Linked DNA regions of Mus musculus: all the other regions are linked to region 3. The links are chromatin contacts, called in public HiChIP or PLAC-seq maps. All regions are on one chromosome and are shown on one strand. The core of a region is the stretch at or near the end of the contact, and the rest is flanking DNA. Distances in the headings are between cores, read along the strand shown.

Region 1 (4,342 bases), core at 404-2,903, 1.0 Mb after region 3:
ACTGCTTAGGAAGTAAATGTAGTGGCGACTGTTCATGTCCCAGAAGAACACTAAACAGAGCTCCACAGGAACTGGGGGCTAGGCATTACTTCGCCCACCATGACTTCTGCCACTTGGGTCTACTCTGTAAAGGGTCCACAGTCTGTAATTGGACTGTATAATATGTATGTATATGCATATGTAATAATGGCACCATTAGCTGGGGACAAGTGGTCTAAACATTTCCTCTTCCAACACAAGTATGTCAAATATGAAGGCAACTGATGCAGCTTGCCTGCAGAGTTCCAGACATTATCAGACCTCTGAGCATTGAAGCTCTGAGATCCACCAGGAATGACTTATCTAACTTTCTTTCCGGGGGCCTGACGAAATAGCTCAGAGGGTAAAGTTCTTTACCAGGCAACTGTGAAGACAGATATTCAGAGCCCAAGAACCCATGTAAAAGCTGGGTAGGCATAGCAGCCGCTGGTAATCCTTGCAGATGATCCCTGAAGGAAACTGACTAGTGAGACCAGCTGAAATGGCATGCTGCTTGTTTAGGGAGAAGAGTCTGCTTTGATATATAAGGTATAGTAATTAAGAACACTTTGGACCACCACACACATGTACCTGCACACATACCACACACACACACACACACACACACACACACACACACAGAGGAAAACGAAATTCCTCATGGCTTAAATGAACCTAACTTCTGTCACAATACATCCCTCAAATTTCAACTGTTCTACCTAAGACTCTTTCAGCATGTTGACCACTAGAAAAAGGAACCACGTACCCTCCTGCTTTATATTGTTCAAAGGTTGGACTCCTTACCCCACCCCACCCCTGCCCTGTAGGCAGTCTAGTTCTGATCAGATCCTCCCAACACGAGAAGCTAAACCGTGAAATTTCACATCCCAGTTTCTTCCATCCTGACTGCGATAGCTGTCACAAGATTTTGCGAGTGTTGCTTTAATAGTCGATAGGAATTTCAAGTAATGCCTTAAAGTCAAACTGAAGTTGGGGCTGAAATAATAGCGAAGCATCCAGCTTTTTATGTCACAATTAAGTCTGATGAAGCCATCATTTTCTCCTGCTGCCTGGCAAGCCCAGAATATAAAGGAACTTTATTTCATGTGGGAGGGAACAGAATAGGGATAGATTTGCGGAAGTTACAGAAACAATGATAAGAAGAGATAATAAATCAACAAGGAAATTGTTGCCAGGCAACATGGTTGGTTGTCAAAGAGATAGCCTTCAGTAATAACCCTTGGCAATCTTCAATATTAGGCTGTAAATCTCTGAATAAGAATGACTGAGCTATGAGTGGATCAGGGTGGACACTCTTCCAAAGAACCAGTGCACCCAGCTCACCCATTCTGTCTGTAAACATAACTTCTGCCTCTCTGAGAACTGTGCATCTGTTTCACTGACTGGAACACTTTGTCTCTTGTGTATTTAAAATTATACTGTGATTGTAGTTTTTTTTTTTTTTTCTCAGTACAATGAACCCAGGTTGCCATCTCCCTACTTACTTGGGTCCCAGAACTCTGGCCAGAGGTAGCAAGGGCATGTGACTCACAGACAGTGAAACTGGGGTCCTGTGGGAGTTCTCCACAACCTGAAACCAAATTAGGTAGGTACAGAAGGCGGGGCTAGTTGGCTCTGGGGTAGGAGATCTGCATGAGCAGTGTCAGTCTGTAAACACTGCGGAGGAGGAAGATACAGTTGCTAGCCTTTGTACACACTGGGAGAAGGAAATACAGTTACTAGACTTTGTAGACACTTATCAGTCTTCCTAAACAGTACACCAGAACTCCCAAGAAAAGCCTTGCAATTTCTCTTGAGCCTGGCTCATATGCGAAACAGCTTTGCCTATTTCCCATGTGAGGCCTTGGGCATCCTTGACACAGCTGCGCCCAGCCTGGCCCATATGGATAATAGCTTTGTCAATTGGCCATGTGTCTGGCAGGCCTTTGCTGTCCTCCACAAAGCCTTGGCCATGATAAAAATCCATATCTCCTCAGGATTTCACTCACGCAAGCCTTCCTTTGCTCCCTATACCAGTTGATGCCAAATTCCCTTATATTATTCTTGTTAGATCACCAACATTTGACCAGTGAGTCCCGTACATTCCCAGGTCCATGAAGTCTGTAGAATGTTGGATTTGAAGGAACATTACAGAATACTGGGCCACGGTCTTCATTTCCATGGCTGTGGGATCTGCTCTATGACTGACAATCTCCTTTCTTCTTGAATCTGTGTTCCACAGAGCCTGCCTTTTATGCTTGGAGCCCTCATCCTGTCTTTTCCTTGTTAAAATAGTCTATGGCAGGAAAGTCTGCTCTGCTCACCCTTGTCTCCAGCTGCTAGGCATTTCCAGGATTCAGAAACACTGACAAATGGATGTGAGCAATGACTTCCAAGATCTACAGCAAAGCTTAGTCACCTAGAGGCTGTCCTGACATGTTTGGAAGAGTCCCTCCATCCTTCCCTCCCTTCCCCGTGTGAGGCTTTGTGCAAGACAGTGTCAGTGCATAGATGAATGGGCGGGCTCTCTGGGCTGAAAGCTGGCTCTTGAGACTGTGGACAGCTTGTGTAACATCTCTTTATTGGTTTCATCATCCATACAATGAGAACATGTTACATCTAACTCATTAGCCGGATGAGAGGATTAAAGAAGCTTAAAAATATTCTAGTATGTAGATAAGTATGAGATATATCTCCCTTTTTTGAATCTTTGCCATTATTTTTAATCAAGATGAAGCAAAATCTGCCCCCCAGAAGACTAGGACAGTCTGTTCTCATAAGTGAAGGTTAAAATCAAGGGCAGGAGAGGTCGAGGTGGAGAGGAGCCGGGATCTTTCCTATAGAGGGGTAACTTTTCTTACTGGGCTGGTGGGAATTTTAGCAGTATTAGCTAAACAATCATTTTGCTGTCTTTCATTGGGACTTGTCACATGATGGTGAGTTCACTTTACTGTTTTCAGAAAGTGAGCCGACAAAGAGGGCTTCTGAAGGGTTTCATTGCCATCACAACCGAGCTGTGGTTGAACAGCTCAGGAAGACAATGGTTTCCTGTGTAACTGGAAACAAAATTGCTTGTATCTAGGACAAGCGTTTCTTAATAGCCAAGAGAAAAGGGAAGGCAAGGGGCAGAAAAGCAAAATAAGATCGAAGTTCTTTTTAAAATCAGTTTATATTGATTGCACAAAATAGTAGGTCCCATTATGACAGATGTAAGTAAGGGGTTTAACCATGTCTATCTCTGAACACACACACACACACACACACACACACACTATTCCCACCCACCTCTCCTCGTCTTGTACCTTAATATTATGAGCCCCTTGAATTTCAGGTCTTTTTTTTTTTTCAAGGTGGGAATTCTTTGCGAATGTTGGCACACAATATTGAAGATTTAACAGTACCAGCCCTCACATTGGAATTGCTGTGAGCCAAAGGGATCGGTAAACTAAATTAAGTTTCTAGAGATCTCTTTTATTAACTAACCACAAAAGAAATTGGTGGAGCCTGGGAACACAGCTCAGTTGGTAAAGTATTTTTCTTGTCCCACAAGGACTTGAGTTTGATGTACAGAACCTATATAAAAAAATTCCATGCATGATGGTTTCCACTTATAATCCCATCTGTGGGACTTGCTGGTTTAGTTAGCTTCACTCACTTGGCCAGTTCCGGGCTGGTGAGAGATGCTATCTTTTAAAAACGTTGCTGGTTCCTGGAGAAAGATACCTAAGTCCTCTGGCATCCACCCATACATGTATTATGTATGTATATACATATATGAGGGAGAGAGAGGCAGTTAAAGAATTAGAAAAATGCAGAAAAATGTGTGAAATCATGCAACTCTTACTAATATTTACTGCAGTTGTCTTAATAGAAAACATACAGGTGACTGAGCCCAGTGGAGTATGTATGAAATATGAGCACATGGAAGGTTGAGAATTATAAATTTGAGAATTATAAATTTGAGGTTAGTCTGAGATATATAACAAGATTGTCTCAAAACGCCAAGAGAAGAAAAAAAGAAGCAGCAGAGGCTTATTAAACATGAGGGGAAGAGACTTCCTAGTGTCTTAAGTATTTTAAGGAACATGATACTTTACTCAGAAAACTGAAATCTGTGGTGCATCTACATTCATTTAAAGCTATCTGTAAAAATATTATGCAATGTTGTTTACATTTTTAAAATACAGGGAAACCATTTTCTCTGTGGAATTGAAGTCCCAGTAGGAGCTGGCGCAACAGTCCACCATGAAGGAAGGGCTGGCGCAAGCGCACTTTGAAAACCACATTCAGTAACATCCGCTTGCTCTTGCAATGCATGGCAATC
Region 2 (4,825 bases), core at 1,000-3,499, 1.2 Mb after region 3:
GCAACCATGCTTATAACCTAAGCCTGCATGATCATTCTCCTTGTCCAGATATAAACATGCAAATTCCTAAGAATCTTACAAGAAAACCTGTTTATAGTCCAAGAGATGTCTTGGGAGCCTTCTTACCCATACTTTATCATTCCTGATTATAATACCTATGTAAGGTACTCCTATTTAGGAAAAACGAGGAAGAGAGATTACACATAGGGAGCTGCTACTCTAGCCCTCTGGTATAGAAGCCAAAAGCAGCAAAAACATAGAAAACTTTGACTCCAAAAAATTCCCCAGGTGTGAGAAGAGGGAGAACACATTCCATCATGCCATCAAGCAGGAAGTGCACTGAAGATGATCTCAATAACTTCCTTAGGGGACATGAAGTTCATGGAGAAGAGTATTGCAGTGGGATCTGTGCTCTGTAGAGTGAGCACTGTTTTAAAGGGCAGATCCACGTTGAAACAGACTACACAGAGAAAATAAAATTGGGGGGCAGGAGGTGAAAAAAAAAATAAAAAAGAACAGAGCTTTCCAGATAAGAGAAAATAACATAGCCTGTTTTTGGAAGATGAAGAAGAGGATGGCAGGGAAGTCTCTGGAGAAAGCTGGGGTGAGGAAGGAGAAGCAGAGCAGAGTGGAGAAACTGTGTCAGAAGATATTAAGACAAAGGGGAAGGTAACAATGGGCCAGCGGTTTCAGTGATGTGGGACCAAACTGAAAAGTAGCCCCAAGAATGTGAGTTAAGATAGAAGATGGTCAAACTGGTTGTTGGTCAAAGCAAGGAAATAGGAGAAACAAAGAAATAGGAGGTTGAAATCCCCTACTGCTCGTGGAGGACAGATAAGGACAGAGGTTGCAGAGGAAGCCAAACCTTTCCCCAAGCAAGATGAGCAAGAGAGCCACAGGCTAAAGGTCATATAGCTGTGCTCACTCCCTGCTGGGTGAGGGGTTAGCAGACTCTTGTGGAAAATGGAGCTGAGCAGAGAAGATGAGCACTCTGGAGAAATCCAAAATGCACCCCAGTGGGCTTCAGGGAGGAAGAGTTGGGAGAAAAGCTCCCATCCATAGGTTATACGGAGAGCACGTGGAGTGGAAAGCTTTATCTAGACTGAGTGCACCACAGAGGTTGAAACTGTGTGAGCTCTCAGGCTCAACCAAACCAAAATTTGATATTGTCTAGGAGAAGTAAATGAATGATCCTGTAGACAGGATGAGCCTTTCCTGGGTCTGTGAAGTCCTCCTAATGTTCCTATTTCCTAGCAAGACTTCTTTCTGCCTGGAAGTTCTGCTTATGAGTTTGCCCTCATATAGCCTCATTCTTTGTAGTTTTAAAAGCTTGTCCTTAAATAACTAAACAAAGAAATACTGGCTCTCTATTAGCTATAAAGGAGATTGAGAGTTTCTCAGCAACTTTGTAAGATGTAACATCTGAGAGCCACCAAAGCCATACATGAAGCTACTGCTGAGTCACTGCAGCCATGCTCTCCTTGAGAGCCCTGCATGCTTGGGTGTGTCTCATTCTCTGTTTTCCTACTTTTCTTCCCTTTGTGTTTTACTCATTTTAAATATATTTGTGTTTGCTTCTCAATAAATCCAACTCCATCTCACACTGTCTCTTCATGAAATTTCTTTCTGTGCCAAATTCAAGAATGGTGGACTCACTTGAGTTGAGATTTCTGGACACAATCCAACTCCTACAGATGGCATCGAGTAGCAAGACTGTTCTCTGTGCCCCAGTCACAGCCACCTTGGACACTTAAGGCTGAGCCTCTGAAACATCAGGTTAGTAATAGAATACCACATACATGAGCACATATTCTGTTCACAAGAAATGCTCATGACTGAGGAGAAAAGCATGAAATGCATTAGTATTTGACAGGAGAGTAGGACTAGTGTTTAAGAAATTGGCTTTGAGCTGGGTAGTGGTGGCACACACCTTTAATCCCAGAACTTCGGACACAGAGACAGGCAGATTTCTGAGTTTGAGGCCAGCCTGGTCTGTAGAGTGAGATTCCCAGGACAGCTAGGGCTACACAGAGAAAGGGTGACTTGATTAAAAACAAAACAAGAAGAACAAACAAACAAACAAACAAAAGGAAACGGGCTTTGATACTGCGCACCCTCCATATCCCCCATGCCCCACCCCAAACCAAGAATGCTATCCAGCAATGATTCTCTTTGTCACACAGCAAAAACTCCTGCTATTTTCCCTTCCTCTAAGGGCCCACCCAGTTTTTTTTTCCCCAACCCTCACCAGTCCTCTTCTTGCAAAGGATAGAGCTGGAGGCAGCCTATCTCTCTGTAGGTGGCCAGAGGCACTAAACAGGAAGTCCCTGCCCTGAAGTGAATGAATAAAAGGCTCAGCTGAATCTGGAAGGCTGCTGTGTTAAGCTATAGGGGACATCCAGGCTGAAAAAGCTACATTGAGCAGCAGCTACTCAGGTAGGTTTTTTGCCTGGCTCAGATTGGGGTTGTGGGACCTCCATAAGTCAGTTTTAGAATACAAAGGCTGAATCCAGGAGGGAAACTCAGGAATATTAAGTTAGGGAAAGAGAGAGCTGGGAGCTGGTGTGTGATGGGTATTTTAAAAAGGAGACTCCAAGAGGAACCCCAGCTGGCCAAGTGTCAGGGAGGCTGATCCTGGGGACTGGGACCTAGGCTGTGTTGGCTCCTCTTCTACTAGTCAGGTTAGGGGCTGCAAGGTGTTAGCAGCCTCTTCACAGGCCTCCTTCCGTGCTTCTTCTCAGTACCTACAATTGGCAATTTGACTGCCTTAGCCTTCTCTCCTCCTTTCTTACAAAAGTGAACTCTTTTAAATCAGGTCCTTTTAAACATCTGGAGGTCTCTAGTCCAAATTTGAGCACTGCTCATTGCCATTTATAAAACAGTTCACTCCATGCTGACAGTAATCATGTCTTTGATGAATTTATCTGAGTAATCCCTTTATCTGACGCTGCTTCCAGGTGCTTACTCTTAGGGTGTCAGACATCTCCCTTAACTTCACAGAGATCCAGAATATGGACGATGGTGGACAGCAATCAGTAAGAGAAAGGTGACACTTAAGAGTAATGAGCAGACCCGGGGTGGGGCAGCTGCACTAGGGTAGGACAGCAGAGGCCCTGAGGCTGTCCTGTTCCAATGAAGTTGGAAGGGGGAGGAGTTTGAACTCAGTGACAGGGATGGGGTAGGAGAACTTCTAGGTGAAGTAAACAGCACTTCAAGGACTCAGAAGCAACTTTAAAGTGACCTAAGGGTAGGCAGGAATGCAGGAGGAGGGGCAAGCTGGGTTAGATGAGAGGACCACCTTGAGGGTAATTCATTTGATATAATGCAGCCCCACCTTTCCCTCAGAGCCCTGGGAGACTTCAGGGGAGGACCCAGAGGATCTAAGTATACTCCCAGGATGCTGTGTCCCTCTGTCTGAAGAGTAGGAAGAAGCATGGGTTGAGGTGTCCTGAGACTCCCGAGGCTTTTGATCTGTATTTTAGCACAGTACCATGCACTCTGAAACAGACTTCCAGGGTTCAAGAGTCATATGACAGTGAGAGCACAGTCATGGAATGCACAGTGACTCAGACCTGGGTTAAGGCATCTGGAGCAGTGACGTAGTCTGGGTCAAGCTGTCCATTTATCTGGAAGCTGAGGCATGCTCAAGAGAAAAGCAGCCTGGGTGTCTGCAGAGGATACAAGGTCTCCTGAGCAGTCACTGCAGGGGAATGCTCCCTGCTACACAACAGAGTTGATAACACCAGCCTGTTTTGGGGTGTCATTCAGCATCTCAGAGTCTTTCCTGTCTAACTGCAAATGGGCACTGTCTCATGAGATATCTGGGTATCTCAGGAGACTTATTCACAGGCAGAGTCCAGAATGCAGAGTTGCTGAAGGCAGGCTAGAAGACCTAGATGCTCCTGTCTGTTTTCTTCCTTGCTTCCTCTTCTCTTCCTCCTTCTCTTTAGCCAAAGCTCAACATTCTTCAGAAGATATGTATGTGTGTGTATGGAAGGAGACTAGAGCCAGCCTCTCTCTGCTGTGTCCTGGGTTTGTTTCTGATGATCTTTCCTTTCTTTTCCTTTCTCTGTAGATGAGAAAGAAGGTAGTATGGTCTGCTGCCATGGCCACACTTCCTAATAACTTTAAAAATGGATAGACTGTGAACTAGAACGAATTTTTGAAATTCAATTTAAAGTACTTATGATCTTGGAATATTAATCAGAAGTAGAGTCCCAAGTTTCCCTGCTTCCGACCAATGAACCTTCACCTCTGTGTTGAGTCCCATATCTCCTTTCCCTCCAGACTCTGCATCATGAGTACTCTGTCTGAAGCAAATGGCACCTTTGCCATCCATCTATTGAAGATGTTATGTCAAAGCAACCCTTCCAAAAATGTATGTTTTTCTCCTGTGAGCATCTCCTCTGCTCTAGCTATGGTCCTCCTGGGTGCAAAGGAGCAGACCGCAGTCCAGATATCTCAGGTATGTTCTCTGTCATAACCCTACCCATGTCACATGCATAAGAACTGCTGATAAGGGACAGTAGGAATGTGCACACACTGTTTTATGGAGCAAGGGCTAAAGAGGAAGGGGAGAGTCTCCTCCAGTAAGACTTCTTTAAGGGCAATGAGATTTCCTGAGTAACAACTAGGGTGGAACTCTCAATACTTTGTTTAGAATTCATTTACCAGTGGCGCATAAATAATTTCATGCTATACCTTGTCCCCATGCAGCTCTTTCAGGAATATGAACTAAGGGCCAGATAGCAAACTCATGGTTCTACCTTAATTATAAATGGGTGTTTTTGACATATTTCAATTAGAAATAGCTGAGTTTAGTTAA
Region 3 (4,711 bases), core at 834-3,333:
TCTTACAGAACCCCGCCCGCTGGAATGTGGAAACCCCACAATCAGAAAACAAACAAGTTGCTAAAAGCTGCGAAGTTGCTAAAAGCTGCGATCATCCTACCACACAGCTGGTTGTGCACACACAGCTTAAGAACCAAATGCCAAGGTGTAGGGGACGATCACTTTCTAATTGTACTCCAGCTAGGGCCAGACCCAGGACTTAAAGCCACAGCGTCAGGAGCTGGTGAGGCCATTGGTGTGCTGGGCTAGAAGGAGACATGAATTTATATTTTAGGACGTGTAGCTTATACTCTCACCACATTCAAGAATCTTTAGGAACAACTGCTGACTCTGGTACTTCTCCCAGTCCAACAGTGTCCTTAGTCTTGCAAACATCTGGGAATAGAGGATCAAGTGAGCCCACATTGTGCTAGACCAGGATGCAAACTGCTTGCTTCCCTTTGAGAGAGAGAGAGAGAGAGAGAGAGAGAGAGAGAGAGAGAGAGAGAGAGAGTGTTGTGTTTGTGTGTGAATTCTAGAAACATGAGTCTTCTTTCCTTGATATAAATGCCCATTTTGAAATTACACACATGTATGTATTATGTATGTATGTGCGTATAAGCATATGTTCAAGCAAAACAGAGCTGTGCCTACTGCATAAATAAGCATCTTTATCTACTAAGGGAGAGGTGGTGGTGATGGTGTGTGTGTGTTAGTGAGGGAAAGAAGGTTCAAGTCGGTAAACCTTTTGACTCCCAGCAAGTCCTAGCGTTAAAGATTACCAGAAATCGGAGGAACCGAGGTGAAAAATATTCACAAACACTTTTTCACAGTGTTTCTCTCAAACCCATCTTCTAGCAAACGACCTGGTGCCCACTCTGTCAGATTTTTTTTTTCTGGACCAGTTGCTGAAATACAGGGTTGTTTTTCAGTCAGAGGGAGGCCTATCCTCTCAGATCCTCCAATACCGCCCCCCCACCCCCATCTCTACCCATCCTGTTCTAGTCACCCAGAGGCTGCAGCCTTGAGGTTTAATCACGGAATATCTAGGATCATTCGGGGCTTATCTCTTCAAAATCTTTAAGCCGCCTTGTAGGTGCAATTCTGAACACTTCCTCCAACTCAGACTCTGTGAGACAGCTGCCCTGGAATGGGTAGAGGCTGAGAGTGGCTGGGGGAAGCCTTAAGTTCTTGGGGATATTTACCTGACTCTGCTTCACCACAACTACTAATGTCACCGAGCTCTTTTGAACTTAACTGCCCCTACGAGCCAAAATGTACTGGTCAGGACAGAGGGGCAACGCATGGTTTGTCGAGGAAACTTCTGGAGTCCTCTTAGCCCGAACTCTCTAGCTCTTTTAAGCCCTGGAACGCCTGTGAACCCCGTGCTCCTCAATGTGGCCTACACATTCCATCAGCTTAACACACGTTTGAAGTTCCAAGTTTCTATCCCCTCCGCTTACTGCTAGCAGGGAGTGGGGCGAGGCACCGAAATACCATCTTCTTCCTCACTGGAACCCCGGCGGCTGTAACAGCCTTGGTAACCTAAAGTCGGACTGGAGAACCTGCCTGTGGAGAGCAAATGTGATGTTGGTGTGACCGGTGATAGCAGGGAGAGGGATATTCGGAAAGGAGAGGACAAGGGATGGGCGGAGGGCTGGAAAGGACGGAGAAACTCCCGGCGCTGGAGACAGCACGGTAGAGTAAGGACTGAGGCAGATCCTGTGTGACTCGAGGGCTCCGTGGAGGCCTGGGAACAGTGGACGCAGGAAGGGTCTCCGGGCCGGTGAGGACTCCGAAAGTCCGCAGACCGGGAGAACCGCAGAGTCTGGGAGTGAGTGGGTGGGTGCGGTGGGAGGACCGAGCGCGGGCTGCGGGCAGGGGCGCGGGCGCCGGGCCCGGGCAGCCGGCGCGCGTGTGGTCAGCCCCGCGGTCCTCCAGCCGCCAGGAGCGGGCCGGCAGAGCTCGGCCGCTGGCTCATTCACAGGCGTCTCTCGCCTCCCATTGGCTGCCGCCTCCGTAGTGGGGCGGGGCTCCCCTGCCCGGAAAAAAATGTAACTGCGTAAAAAAGTCCTCGCCTGGGTGACGGATGCTCAAAAGTTCAGAAGTTTTCCCAATGCTTCCTTAAGCGGCCGGCGCAAGAGACTGAGAAAAGGTGACGCGGGGGCCCGGGAAGGCGGCCGGCGCGCTGCCCCCGCCCCTGGTTATTTGGCCGCCTTAGCCAGCAGCCCCGAGCAGTGTCTCCTGGAAGGCGCAGGCAGTGGCGAGCAGGGCGCCTTATTTTTTTTATTTGTTTTTGTTTTTTTTTTTTTTTAATTTTTTTTTAACTTTTGTCTCTTTTTTTGCCCCGACTGCGCCTGGAAGTTGATCCGAACGTTCCTCCGAGGCGGCTTGCAGCGTCCTGGTCTGGCCCTCTCCGGGTGCAGCGACCCTCCCTCGCCGCCCGCGCGGGAACTGAGTGGGCTGCGAGGCGCCAGGCGAGCGCAGGGAGAGGCCGAGCGGCCCAGGGCGCAAGGAGGCGGCCGCGGCCGGGACAGACGCAGCGCGGAGGGGCCCGCGGTAGCTCGGCGCGGCCCGGACTCGGACTCGGCGGCCGGTGCGGCGCGGCCCGGCCCGAGCGAGGGTGGGGGGCGGCGGGCTGCGCCTGGCGGCGGCGAGCCGGGGCCATGCAGGCGCGCTACTCGGTGTCCAGCCCCAACTCCCTGGGAGTGGTGCCCTACCTCGGCGGCGAGCAGAGCTACTATCGCGCTGCCGCGGCGGCGGCCGGGGGCGGCTACACCGCCATGCCGGCCCCTATGAGCGTGTACTCGCACCCTGCTCACGCCGAGCAGTACCCGGGCAGCATGGCGCGCGCCTACGGGCCTTATACGCCGCAGCCGCAGCCCAAGGACATGGTGAAGCCGCCCTACAGCTACATCGCTCTTATCACCATGGCCATCCAGAATGCCCCGGACAAGAAGATCACTCTGAATGGCATCTACCAGTTCATCATGGACCGCTTCCCCTTCTATCGGGACAATAAGCAGGGCTGGCAGAACAGCATACGGCACAACCTCTCGCTCAACGAGTGCTTCGTCAAGGTGCCCCGCGACGACAAGAAGCCAGGCAAGGGCAGCTACTGGACGCTCGACCCGGACTCCTACAACATGTTCGAGAACGGCAGCTTCCTGCGGCGGCGGCGGCGCTTCAAGAAGAAGGACGCAGTGAAGGACAAGGAGGAGAAGGGCCGGCTGCACCTCCAAGAACCGCCACCGCCGCAGGCCGGCCGCCAGCCCGCGCCCGCGCCCCCGGAGCAGGCCGAGGGCTCCGCTCCCGGGCCACAGCCGCCGCCCGTGCGCATCCAGGACATCAAGACGGAGAACGGTACGTGTCCCTCGCCTCCCCAGCCCCTGTCCCCGGCTGCCGCCCTAGGCAGCGGCAGCGCCGCCACAGTGCCCAAAATCGAGAGCCCCGACAGCAGCAGCAGCAGCTTGTCGAGCGGGAGCAGCCCCCCGGGCAGCCTGCCGTCGGCGCGGCCGCTCAGCCTGGACGCTGCAGAACCCGCGCCGCCGCCACAGCCTGCGCCGCCGCCGCATCACAGCCAGGGCTTCAGCGTGGACAACATCATGACGTCGCTGCGGGGGTCGCCGCAGGGTTCGGCCGCTGAGCTCGGTTCCGGCCTCCTGGCCTCGGCGGCTGCGTCCTCGCGCGCGGGCATCGCGCCCCCGCTGGCGCTGGGTGCCTACTCTCCGGGCCAGAGCTCCCTCTACAGCTCCCCCTGCAGCCAGAGCTCCAGTGCGGGCAGTTCGGGCGGCGGGGGTGGCGGCGGCGGCGGAGGCGGCGGCAGCAGCAGCGCTGCGGGTACGGGGGGCGCCGCCACTTACCACTGCAACCTGCAGGCTATGAGCCTGTACGCGGCGGGCGAGCGTGGCGGCCACTTGCAGGGTCCGGCGGGAGGCGCGGGCAGCGCGGCGGTGGACGACCCCCTGCCCGACTACTCGCTGCCTCCAGCGACCAGCAGCAGCTCTTCGTCCCTGAGTCATGGCGGGGGCGGCCAGGAGGCCAGCCACCACCCTGCATCCCACCAGGGCCGACTCACCTCGTGGTACCTGAACCAGGCAGGTGGAGACCTGGGCCACTTGGCGAGCGCGGCGGCGGCTGCGGCGGCCGCAGGCTACCCTGGCCAGCAGCAGAACTTCCACTCGGTGCGGGAAATGTTCGAGTCTCAGCGGATCGGCTTGAACAACTCCCCGGTGAATGGGAATAGTAGCTGTCAGATGGCTTTCCCTGCCAGTCAGTCTCTGTACCGCACGTCGGGGGCTTTCGTCTATGACTGTAGCAAATTCTGACCCTATTCCCGGCACTCTTAGAGCCAAATGGAATGGAACCCCAGAGCAGGAACAGTAAAAGAATCCAGCAATGCAAAATCGAAACTAAAAACATACAAATTTTAAAACTTGAGAAGATTCCTCACACCAGCGAACAGAATCTCTCCTGAAATTCAGCTCACCAGCATCAGCTCAAAGAAAACCTATTTTCCTAAAAGATTAATGCAGAACCTCCTCCATTTTTGCCTTATCTAAGTAAGCAAAACCGTAAACTATTTTGTACAGACAACAAAATCATGGTTTATTAAAGGACAGTTTACTCCAGATACCACGTAAGTTTCTTGCGTTCAGAGACTCGCTTTCCTGCTCATTCGTCTTGCCCCTCTGCCTCTGCCTTGCCTCTCACCTGTAAGATATTTTATCCT

Evidence for each region. HiChIP or PLAC-seq counts read pairs in DNA pulled down with a chosen protein or histone mark.
Region 1: an H3K27ac HiChIP or PLAC-seq map of large pre-B cells shows a contact between it and region 3, with 4 times the contacts expected there. The contact joins the enhancer-like site here to the promoter of Foxc1 in region 3. A contact is called at or near these places in 5 of 39 promoter capture datasets (the 3T3-L1 cell line, hippocampal neurons, maxillary cranial neural crest and 1 more) and 4 of 115 datasets of contacts at active chromatin or transcription factors (kidney, large pre-B cells, pancreatic cancer cells and 1 more).
Region 2: a contact with region 3 is called in an HNF4G HiChIP or PLAC-seq map of pancreatic cancer cells. The contact joins the promoter of Serpinb9b here to the promoter of Foxc1 in region 3. A contact is called at or near these places in 2 of 39 promoter capture datasets (liver and maxillary cranial neural crest) and 1 of 115 datasets of contacts at active chromatin or transcription factors (pancreatic cancer cells).

The regions. Positions count from the first base shown.
Region 1 is chr13:32,830,433-32,834,774 of GRCm38.p6, forward strand. No RefSeq gene overlaps it. Among named protein-coding and RNA genes, the nearest start is that of Serpinb1a, 19 kb to the right of the region's middle. Within about 2 kb of position 1,654, at least 119 of the 459 cell types and tissues checked have an H3K27ac peak or open chromatin away from gene starts, as enhancers often do. A contact at or near this core is called in pre-B cells, where this site is marked.
Region 2 is chr13:33,025,165-33,029,989 of GRCm38.p6, forward strand. It overlaps Serpinb9b (serine (or cysteine) peptidase inhibitor, clade B, member 9b), which reads left to right and starts at 2,250. Exons shown (of 7, transcript NM_011452.3): 1 at 2,250-2,436; 2 at 4,288-4,465. The coding sequence starts at 4,298.
Region 3 is chr13:31,804,563-31,809,273 of GRCm38.p6, forward strand. It overlaps Foxc1 (forkhead box C1), which reads left to right and starts at 2,084. Exons shown (of 1, transcript NM_008592.2): 1 at 2,084-4,711. The coding sequence starts at 2,646. The coding sequence ends at 4,307.